Linked DNA regions of Mus musculus: region 2 is linked to region 1. A link is a contact called in public promoter capture Hi-C data. All regions are on one chromosome and are shown on one strand. The core of a region is the stretch at or near the end of the contact, and the rest is flanking DNA. Distances in the headings are between cores, read along the strand shown. Region 1 holds the start of Slc5a3 (solute carrier family 5 (inositol transporters), member 3). Region 2 has its middle 15 kb from the start of Gm41497.

Evidence for each region. Promoter capture Hi-C pulls out the DNA fragments that hold promoters and counts their contacts.
Region 2: a contact with region 1 is called in a promoter capture Hi-C map of second pharyngeal arch cranial neural crest, with 2.5 times the contacts expected there. The contact joins the enhancer-like site here to the promoter of Slc5a3 in region 1. A contact is called at or near these places in 9 of 39 promoter capture datasets (the 3T3-L1 cell line, 3T3-L1-derived adipocytes, the HPC-7 cell line and 6 more), 2 of 484 Hi-C or Micro-C datasets (the G1E-ER4 cell line and the N1E-115 cell line), 5 of 115 datasets of contacts at active chromatin or transcription factors (differentiating embryonic stem cells, embryonic hindbrain, extraembryonic endoderm stem cells and 2 more) and 2 of 9 other capture datasets (macrophages and pancreatic islet).

What each region holds. Positions count from the first base shown.
Region 1 is chr16:92,056,673-92,061,536 of GRCm38.p6, reverse strand. Slc5a3 (solute carrier family 5 (inositol transporters), member 3) reads right to left here and starts at 3,215. Exons shown (of 2, transcript NM_017391.3): 1 at 3,057-3,215. It overlaps Mrps6 (mitochondrial ribosomal protein S6), which reads right to left and starts at 3,201. Exons shown (of 3, transcript NM_080456.1): 1 at 3,057-3,201. The coding sequence starts at 3,101.
Region 2 is chr16:92,228,457-92,233,413 of GRCm38.p6, reverse strand. No RefSeq gene overlaps it. Among named protein-coding and RNA genes, the nearest start is that of Gm41497, 15 kb to the left of the region's middle. Within about 2 kb of position 2,598, at least 10 of the 459 cell types and tissues checked have an H3K27ac peak or open chromatin away from gene starts, as enhancers often do. A contact at or near this core is called in second pharyngeal arch cranial neural crest, where this site is marked.

The DNA.
Region 1 (4,864 bases), core at 1,966-4,465:
GGGCTGTCACAAATCTACCCCATCAGTGACCAATCATCTGACCAAAAGGGTCAGGCCTAACAAAGGTCTGAACTATGTAACCAAAGAATATTTACATACTGCACAGATTCTTCTTCTACACCCACTTCAAGTATTAAAAAACAAAACCTATGAAGTCCTTTAGGGCTGGGTGTGGCTTTATCCATTGGAACCCAGAGCTCTTTCACGAAGGGAGAAACTGCAGAGTGACGTCCAGGAGCTCGAGAGAAGCAGGGCATCAAGTATTCCCAGGCTCACCAGCCTCCCTCAACCACCTCAAAGTCCTCCCGAGCGAGCGAGCGAGCGAGCGAGCGAGCAGGCGGAGGTGGAGAGCAGCCTGCGCTCACTGCCCCACAGGCAATCCTTGGGAGAAGACGCTGCTGGCATCTGCAGCTTGGTGTTCCCTCTGCAGCTCTGCCCTTCCTGTTTTCTCTCCTGAAGCCATTAGAAGCCTGGATAGGAGCTTCCAGTGTCAGCCAGTGTCAGCAGCTCTCCTAGTAAGGCACCTAAGGCTGTTGGTCCTAAGCAACTACCTTTCCCATGGCTTGTCAGCACCCCCAGAGCCCAACTCACATCCGCCGTGCCATTCTACCATACTCCTCAAGTTTTTATCCTGGTTTTTATGCCAGAGAATACAAAATTACAACTTTGAAATAGCATTAAAATCAAAGTGCACAATCTTGAGGACTGTGGTCTGCACCTGTAAACACACAAACCTCGAAATGCATCAAAAACAAGGGCTCGTGAGAATCAAGCCAACTGCAGACTGAGGAGACAGCCCTAGAATTTTTACAACGTCTATCCTGAGGTCTCAGCCTGAGAACTCTCACAGGCAATCTGCTACAAAGGCACTCACTATGCTATGTCAACATGCATCTTTACATTTAAACTCTAAAAGCTCAATTGAAGTAAGTCAAGCCTGAAGTCAAGGACAGTAAAATAAAGTAAGAGTCACAATAGGGAAGACAAACTAAGACTGCTTTGTAGGCATAGGAGAAACAAGAGTACAATGCTGGGTGGGAGACAGGGTCTCTAGGAGACTGCAGTCAGTCTCTCAACTCCCTTTTCTGCTTCAGCGCCTGCTTACTCCCAGCCCTGGAACACAAGGCTCTTGGAGGAGAGGAAGGAGGGAGAATGCCGTCACATGGAAGGGTGCACTATCAGGCATCCAACATGCATCTCAGAACTCTGTTTAGAAAGCCTTCCCGCTACAAAAGCTAACTGTCCTAGGTGGGAGCTGTGGCTTCCTAAACACCTGCTCTAGGTGTTCAAACCACTGTGCCATTTTCTTTTAAAACAAAGTGCATTTTCCTTTACACCCACAAGTACATACCCTGTAAGAATTCAGTTTTCTAAAGCTGAAAGCAAAAAAAAAAAAAAAAGTCTAGTCTCTGCACATCTTTACTTGTTTACAACCTTCTCAAAGTCAGAACGAAAAACCGAGGGTTGTCATTTTATCTAGTTTCTTTGGGTCTGTAAGGATCTTCACACATCTTCCACACTATGTTTAAGCACCTCTCTTCCGTCTTCACTCTTCTCTAAGGTGCTTTGAACCTACCCTCAGGCCAAGATTTTGAGCAGGTTACACCCGACTTTTGAATCAGAGTGAACACATATTCACATCATGGTAAAATACATTTAGCCAGTGTACTGGGCAGCCATGCTAAGCAAGAGTCTCTCATTCAAAGGAGTGCAAAGGGTCACTGCTACCTCACACCTTGAGGGAATGAATCTTGGTGGTCACATTTTTTCAGTTTCTAACATTACCTAAAAAGTATAAAGGGAGGCTTAAGTAATTTCCATTTAATCAGAAACAGTCCCTTTTTAATACTTTCTCGACCCTGACCCCTCTGTTGTTCCTATTCTTTTAACTCTGTAAAACCCAATGAGGAAGGAAGGTAGATAAAGTATTACCCAGAGGTGAGACAATGTTCTCCCGGAGCCAGGGAGTCAGTAAGCTTGGGGGCACAAACTTCAGGACCATCAGGTGGCTCTGGTGTCCTTTCCAAGCCAACCCTGTACAAGGCACACCGAACAATCTCCTCCTGCTGCCTGACTGTTAGCTGTTCACCAGAGCCTAGCCCGTGACCCCTGGCTTAAGTTGATTCAAACTGAAGCCACTACTTGAAATTGACCCAAAGCCTACATGCCCAGGGCTAGAAGAAAGCTGCTTCCAAACGCTCAAAAAAAGGACAACGGTTGCTTTTGTTTTCTTTTAAACTGTACCTGCTAGGGAAGGAGAGTGCGTGAAAGCACACTACATTACCGAATTCTCTCAGAAGAATGGGGATTTCAGCGACGACTGACTGACTCAGAACATAGCTGCCTCCGCCGGCCGCCGACCCCAGTCCGTGACCCGGCTGCTGGTGGTTTATCATCCCTCCAAACCTGAAAGTCCCTACCTCCAGATCAATCAAAAGCTGGGGGAAGGCATGTCTTCGGAAACACAAGCAAGGCCACAACTTGGATGAATAAAACTGGGCTAAGGGCACCCGGAGCAGGATTTCCGCTGGAGTCAGAAAAAGAAAGGTCAAAAGATTTTTTTTTTCTTTTTGGTGTGATAGCGGTGACAAGTGCGTGGGTACACAGCCGGCACTGGCGGGCTTTGGAGGAAGGCTGTAACTGATCGCGGACGCTGAGGGCAGGCGATCGGGACCAGCGGCCGGCGGGGACGACGAGCAGCTTCTCGACGCGTGGGCGCAGAGCGGGGCTGGCCTGGGTTCTCGCGCGTGTGTCCTCCCGCAGTCCTTCCATCGGACTCCGGAGAGCCGGGGTCCGAGGCCCGCCCCGCCCCCTGCTCGGCACACCCCCTCCCGCGACCGCGCACACGCGCGGGCATACACACCCCCCGCCTCCCGCGCGCACGCGGCCGCGCCGAGCGCCTGACCCACGCGCCACCCCCCCACTTTGCGCCCGCGACCACCCGCGCACCGCGCGAGAGGACCCGGTGTCCAGCAGGCAGGACACGCGGGACTGGGAGGCCTAGAGGCGGCGGGGCGCGCCCGCGCGGGAACTCGGTCTGAGGGAAGGTCACTTACCCGCCGCATGGCTTTCAGAATCAAAGCCAACTCGTAGCGGGGCATCGCCCAGGTTGGCGGCGCCGAGTCCAGGAGAGCCGGGGTCGCGAGGGCGGGGACGCGGGGCGCAGAGGAAGACGAGAGAGGAACACGGCCGGTCAGCTCCCGGACGGCGAAAGCACCGTGCGACCCCGCGAGGCCGGGTTTAAAGGCTCCGGCAGCTGCGCAGACGGCTCGCCCCGCCCACCGAGAGCCCCGCCCACCCGGCACCGCCCCGCCCCTCTCCCGGAGGGCGCCTTGCACTTGCACCTCAACGGCTTCCTGCTTGCCCTCCCGGGCCGTGTCTGTGTCCCCCGAGCCTGCGGAGCGTGGACACGGTCTCGAGCAGCCCGTCGGAGGCCGTCTCCTCGCTCGGCACGCACCCGCTCCCCGCCGCCTCCGCGCCTACCAACCTTGGGCTCTGGAACCCGGTGGAACTTTCCAGGCCTCCCCGCCCACCCTCCCTTCCCGGGTGCTAGGCGAGCGAGTGCGCGTGCGCCGCGGTGCGGTGCGGTGCGATGCGGTCTGGCTGCTGTGTGCCCCTCGCCCGCGTCTCCAGGGAGGAAGGCGGGGTGCTAAGGAGTGACTGCTGCACCAAGCCGCAAAGAAACAAGCCTGGAACCGAAGGGCTATGTAGGCATTTGCTGTGTGTGCCTAGCCTGACCCAGAAGCAGGTTAATGCTTCGACTCTCGCCAGTTATTCTTTAAATATTATCCTTGCTTTTCTGGTAAAGGAAACTATGGATTCCCTGAAACACAGGAGTAAGGAGGGGCTTCGTAGAGGGTCCCAGGTCCAGCACTCCACAGCGCGCGCGCACACACACACACCCATACACGCACATATAGAGCTAACTCGGGACTCCCCTCCTTCTGCCCCTGCTCCTGTTTCTTAGCTCTGGAAGGCACTAATTCCGCTGCAATGGTTGTCTTCTGCTCCCACCTTACTCCAACTAAAAGGGTCTTTAAGTGAAATGTTCTTGTAACTTTAAAGTGCTCTAATAATAATTTACTAATAATTTACTGAGGGCTTACTGTCTGTAGCAGGCACGACACTGAGGCTGTTTGTTCTCACTTTAGCTCTGTGAAGCAAATCGTACTACTCGCCCTATTTTAGGTATTAGCAAACAGAAAAATGCAAGGATAATTTAATTAGTCCAAGGTCAAACACAAACGCGTGGAAAGAAAATTTTGTGTCCAGAATGTCTGAAGAATAGTTTCACTGCCTACACTTATGAACCTCACCCCGTCCCCCATCTTACAGGCCAAGATGTTGGTCTTACTCAGTGGCGTTGGACGTCTTTGTAAAGCACACATGGAGACTATCTTTGTCACCTCCTCCACAGACCAATCTCCACAGAAGATTATGGTTTTGAATACAACCTAGGATACCTGGTTTTTTTAACATTTTCATTAACATTTCAAGGTTTGTCCTGTGCCCTTCAACACAAACTACAAAACCACCTACTTAGCATCAGCCACACACCTGGTTGGTTGGATTGTTTTGTTTTGGTTGTTGTTGGGGGTCTTTTTAGTTTGTTTGTTTTGGTTGGTTGGTTGTTTTTTGTTTTTAAGCAGCATGCTACCAAAAAAAAAAAAAAAAAAAAAAAAAAAAAAAAAAAAAAAAAGACACAGAAGGAAGAAAGAATTTCTGGACATTGAGACGAGAATTCCAGATCTGTGTGACATCCCACTTAAACTGTCCTTCCTGTGGCCCAGTTTAGGAATGTGAAGATAAGAGTCTCACGTGGTTGAGCCAAGCCAAACACCAAGCAACACCCTGAGGTGACCAG
Region 2 (4,957 bases), core at 1,349-3,848, 170 kb before region 1:
GTGTAAGGAGCTGAAAGCTGAACCCCACCCACATGCGTTGTTAGCACTCAGACTTATGTTGGTTATGGAAGAGCAGGCAGAAGACAAGAAGGCGTGAAGCTTTGAGGCAGAAGGAAGGGGGAATAACTAACTACTGCTTCTGGGTTGGATGGAGCGACAGCACGGGGCCTTAATACGGGAATGATGTGCAGTGGCCTCCAGATTCAAATAGAAGTTTCAATTCACACTGAGGTCACTACATACTTAGTGTACTTTTGGTTTTCCTGAAGCTATTCGCTGATATCTTGTATCTCTTCCTTCTTCTGTCCTCCAGCCCTTGCCTTTAAATTTATAACAGCTCCGAACTTTCCTTTTCTTTTTTCTTTTCCTTTGCTTTCTTTTGCTTTTTTTCTTTTCTTTTCTTTTCTTTTGTTCTTTTCCTTATTTTTAAGCTCTGATTTTTTTTTTTTTAGCCTGGGGCTTTCTATACACTGCAGCCTGGGGTTGGGCTTGCCCTCCTCCCCCTGGGTCTCTTAGGTATGCTCCACCGTATCTGGCAAAAATTTTCTTTTAACATTTGAGAAATGTGAGAACAAGCAAATTAGAAAAGAAGATAAATCAGAGATATGAAGACCAGTCCAGAGGCGGCAGTGGTGGGACAAGATGCAATAGTTATAGGGAGCAGAGTACCAACCACACAGACCAGTCTGTGTTTGGAGAGCAGGGCACTAGGATGGATGTCCAGTATGAACCAAGATGCCTAAGGCTGGGCATCCAGAGGGGCTCTGAGTCAGCACAAAATGGCCTACAGTGGAGTCCCGAAAGAGAGCAGTGAATGCAATCTATTATATCGCCATTCCTAGCTAAATGACATCTTTGTGTGATTTGTACTAAATATGGCCTGGAGGTCAGAAGCTTTTAGCTCAGGTCTTGGCCTTTGCCAGCCTGGTTGTGTATGTGTCTATCTCTAGGGCTGTGTGTCAGTGCCAGTCTTTGTCTCTGTCTCTTTTCTCTGTCTCTGTCTCTGTCTCTGTCTCTGTGTGTGTATGTGTGTGTTTGTGTGTCTGTGTCTGCCTGTGGGTCCTGGATGGTGTGTGTCTCTGTGTGTGTGTGTGTGTGTGTGTGTGTGTGTGTGTCTGTGTGTCTGTGTCTGTCTGTGCATAGCCTGAGGATCCCGGATGGTGTGTGTCTGTGTCTGTCTGTGTCTGTCTGTGTCTGTCTGTGTCTGTCTGTGTCTGTCTGTGTCTGTCTGTGTCTGTCTGTGCACAGCCTGTCGGTCCCGGATGGTGTGTGCCTGTCTAGCACTATGTAGTGTCCTTTGCCCACAGTGAATAAACTCTCCCTTCAACTTCCTGGCCTCTTGCGAGCCTCCCCTTTTCCTGGTGTGGTGTTTTGAATAAGAATGGTCCCCACAGGCTCATATATTTGAATGTTTGGACATCAGGGAGTGACACTACTTGAGAGGGATTGGGAGGTGTGGCCTTGTTGGAGGAAGTGAGTCACTGGGGGTGTGCTTTGGGGTTTCAAAGCTCAAACCAGGCCCAGTGACTCTCTCTTCCTGCTGCCTATAGATGCAGATATAGAACTCCTGGCTACTTCTCCAGCATCACATCTGCCTGCCGTATTGCTATGCTTTCTGCCATGATGATAATGAACTAAACCTCTGAAACGGTTTCATTAAGTGCTTTCTTTTATAAGAGTTGCTGTGGTCACAGTGTCTCCTCAGAGCCACAGAGGGCACTGACTAAGACACTTGACATCAGAGCTTCAGCCTCTCGACAGCCTGAAAGGGAATCTAAAAGCTGAAGGCTGGGGCAAGCAGCATCCAGATTCAAACGAAGGGCTGCACAAGATGGGAGCCGGAGAGATGCCCAGCAGGTGGGATTCTGACCAGGGTGGCTTTGAGTGATGACCCACTGTCAGGAGACAGGCCAGTGGAAGAGAAAGCTGTGTGGAGATGATAAAATTAGTGGGGTGCTCTCTGCTATGAGACGGATGGACAGGGGGTGTGCGAAACACATCACCAGTGGATGTCTCCACAGCATCGCACATCTACAACCAACCTGCAAATTTGAAAGCTTTGAAATGCTAACACAGCTCAGGCTGGGAGTTAGACCTTTCTTTCTATCTCACCCAGAGCCTATTAGTGTCCTCTGCTCCTGGCCTGAGAGAGAGAGAGGGGACTCGCTGTATGAGAGTTATCTGCAGGGTGGGTCGTTAGTCACACAAAGCAAGGGATGCTAGGGAGAGAATGAGTTCTGGCCACCTACCATCCAGGTTCCGTCCTCCTGTGCTAGCTGACTACAGTATTTTCTAGAAGGTACCCATCATCCTCACTATTACAGTGTTCTCCGTGAAGCCCTTGTTGGGAGATCCACATCAGTAGTTAACTTTCAAAGGCAGTTTCAAAATCTTCACGACCTGAATCCCACCAATTAGAGTTGCCTGGAAAGTCAGTTGGGGCCAAAACCTGGGAGTGATTTTTGAGGCCACATTTTCATAGAAGAAGGCGGTCTGCCAGAACGGACAGTTTTTGTAGATCTGAGTCTCACAGAGCCTTTCATGTGAGTGTTAGCAGATGTGGGGCTGGTTGCATCGGGGAAGGAGAGTTTGCCTGAAACACATACATAAAACACACACGTTTTCCTGTTTAGTATCCAGTAGGCCTGGGGGTGGGGTCATCTGGAGAACATCACTGCCGGAAATGCATCTAGAGGTTTTCAATTAAAATTAATTACCTCAATCTTTGCATATTATACTAGACCTGCCAGCCACTGCTAGTGGTTCTCTGGGGTAAGCTTTAGGCTGCATTTTTTTTTCAGAGACTACAGATGGTGTGTGTGTGTGTGTGTGTGTGTGTGTGTGTGTGTTGGGGGCTGGGGGGGATCCCTTCTAGGCTCACAGCTGTTCCTATGACCCTCTGAATGAAGCCACAAAGCCTGGGTTCTCTACGTGCACAGAGACCATAAGTAGGAATTGTGGGAAACCATGCTGGTGCTTGGTCCTTTCCACCTCAGTGGAACTGAGTGTAGGGATAGGTGGCCTTAAACACTTTTCCTCTATCACGCACCAAGTTCTACTCCCCTGGAGGATAAAAGCTCCCGGGCAGAGCCCACTGTGATCTCTTGCCTCTGTTCCTACTCACCCAGGGAATCCTGGGCACATGGAACAAGCCTGTATGTTCCTTCCCATCCTAGACCATGGGATGCATGGTTAGCATCTCTCCTTGTCGGAATTCTCTCTGTAGCTCTGCAACCCTGAAGAGAGTGAGGAGATGTGCAGGCGTTAGGTGAGTGGCACTTATAGTATCTTCTGAGGAAGATGACTATTCAAGATGGCATAGGACTATTCATGCGGATCGTGAATACATCATGGTATTAGGGGTCCTAGTTGCCATAGCAACTACCGCAGGTGGGCTGGCTTTGACCAACCAAAATTTACTTGTTGACAGTTGGAGAGGCTACTTGCCCACTGGCATGGTTGTTTATCCTAAAAACTTTCCATAGCTAGCCAATGCTTTCTTCTGGCATTTGTACATGGTCGTCCTTCTGGGTGTCCATAACCTAATTCTCCTTTCTTATGATAACACCAGGCTGGATGGGAGGCCACCCTACGTCTTGCCACCTCGGTCACCCCTGAATACCATCTCGTCCAAAAAAGCATAGCACATTAGGCTGTCAATGTACAGATTTGACAGAGACATAATTCAGTCTGTACTAGTCACACAGTAAGGACCCAACAAGGTTAGCCCCTCCCCTACTCACCAGACCCTCCCTTTTCATACCCCTCACAAGCTAGAATGAAGCAAGGATAAGAGAAAGACCTAGAAAACCAGTTACTTCTAGTTCAGTGTTCTGGAAGAAGCATTTGAAGCGAGGAGCTGATAAGCCCATTTTTGCCTATTTTATTTGGAGACCAATTTCCCTAGTTCATGGGGGTCCCCAAGGACCTGCAGCGTGAGTGTGGATTGGCTACTCTGGCTTGTGGCTATGACCCCAGCCTTCAAATGAAACTCCTCCATAAAGGATTCACCCCGCCCCCACCAAAGCAGCAGGTGCCACTTACGCTTTGGTTCCTGGGGACAGGGGAGCACCCCACTCCTTCCAGGTCCATCCTGAGTACTTGTGATCTCATAAGACAGAAGAGGCCACAGGGGGACCTCCATGGAGGTGGGCAAAGGCACTAGCAACCAGAGGCTGCCAGAGGCCTCCTACAGCCATTTCAGGTCTGCCTTCACCCTTCTAACTAATGAGCTTCTGGATTCCAGGAAGTCCTAAAAGGAAGAAGGGACCCCTGCATAATATTGGGAAAAAGCCCTGGTGTAGTGAACTTTGACACGGAGCTAGGCACAGGTCAGAGGCCTGGTGACAAGGGTTCAGAAGAAGAGGGTGAGCGAGCTGAGCCTAGAATGGGGAGAAGAATAAAGAAAGCTAAATGCAAACCGAAGGCCCAGAGGTTGGATGCACACTGTATGAAGGCCAATTCCCAAGGAACCAGGTGAGCATAGCCTGGGATGGGAGACCAAGTCCTCTCAAGCAGAGGCCAGGGCAACTAAACACACCTCTATGGGTGCTAAAGGCCTGTCTGCCGCCAAATCATCTCTACAGACAGACAGACCACAAGCGAGAGACACCAGCCTGTTCTCTCTCAGCCCCTACACCTCTGCTGCACTGGAAAAAACCCTGCTCTGCAGCTTGGCAGGCCCCAAACACTCTGTCCGCTGTCAGCATTATTGCTTTCCAGGAATCTCCTGTTTTTCAAACTATATTTGCCAAGATATGATATTTTGCAAGCCCCGGGACCCACCTCCCTCCCCCTCCCTCGAACTAATGAAACCATTCATCTTCCAGCCCCAAGCAGGCTCCCTGACACCCCACCCTCACTGCAACCCACCCCAGGTTCTGGCCAAGAACCAGAAGTTCTGGATGTGGAAGGCAGGCCTGTTTGTCTCCACCAGAGCTGGCGACACTGAGGGGCT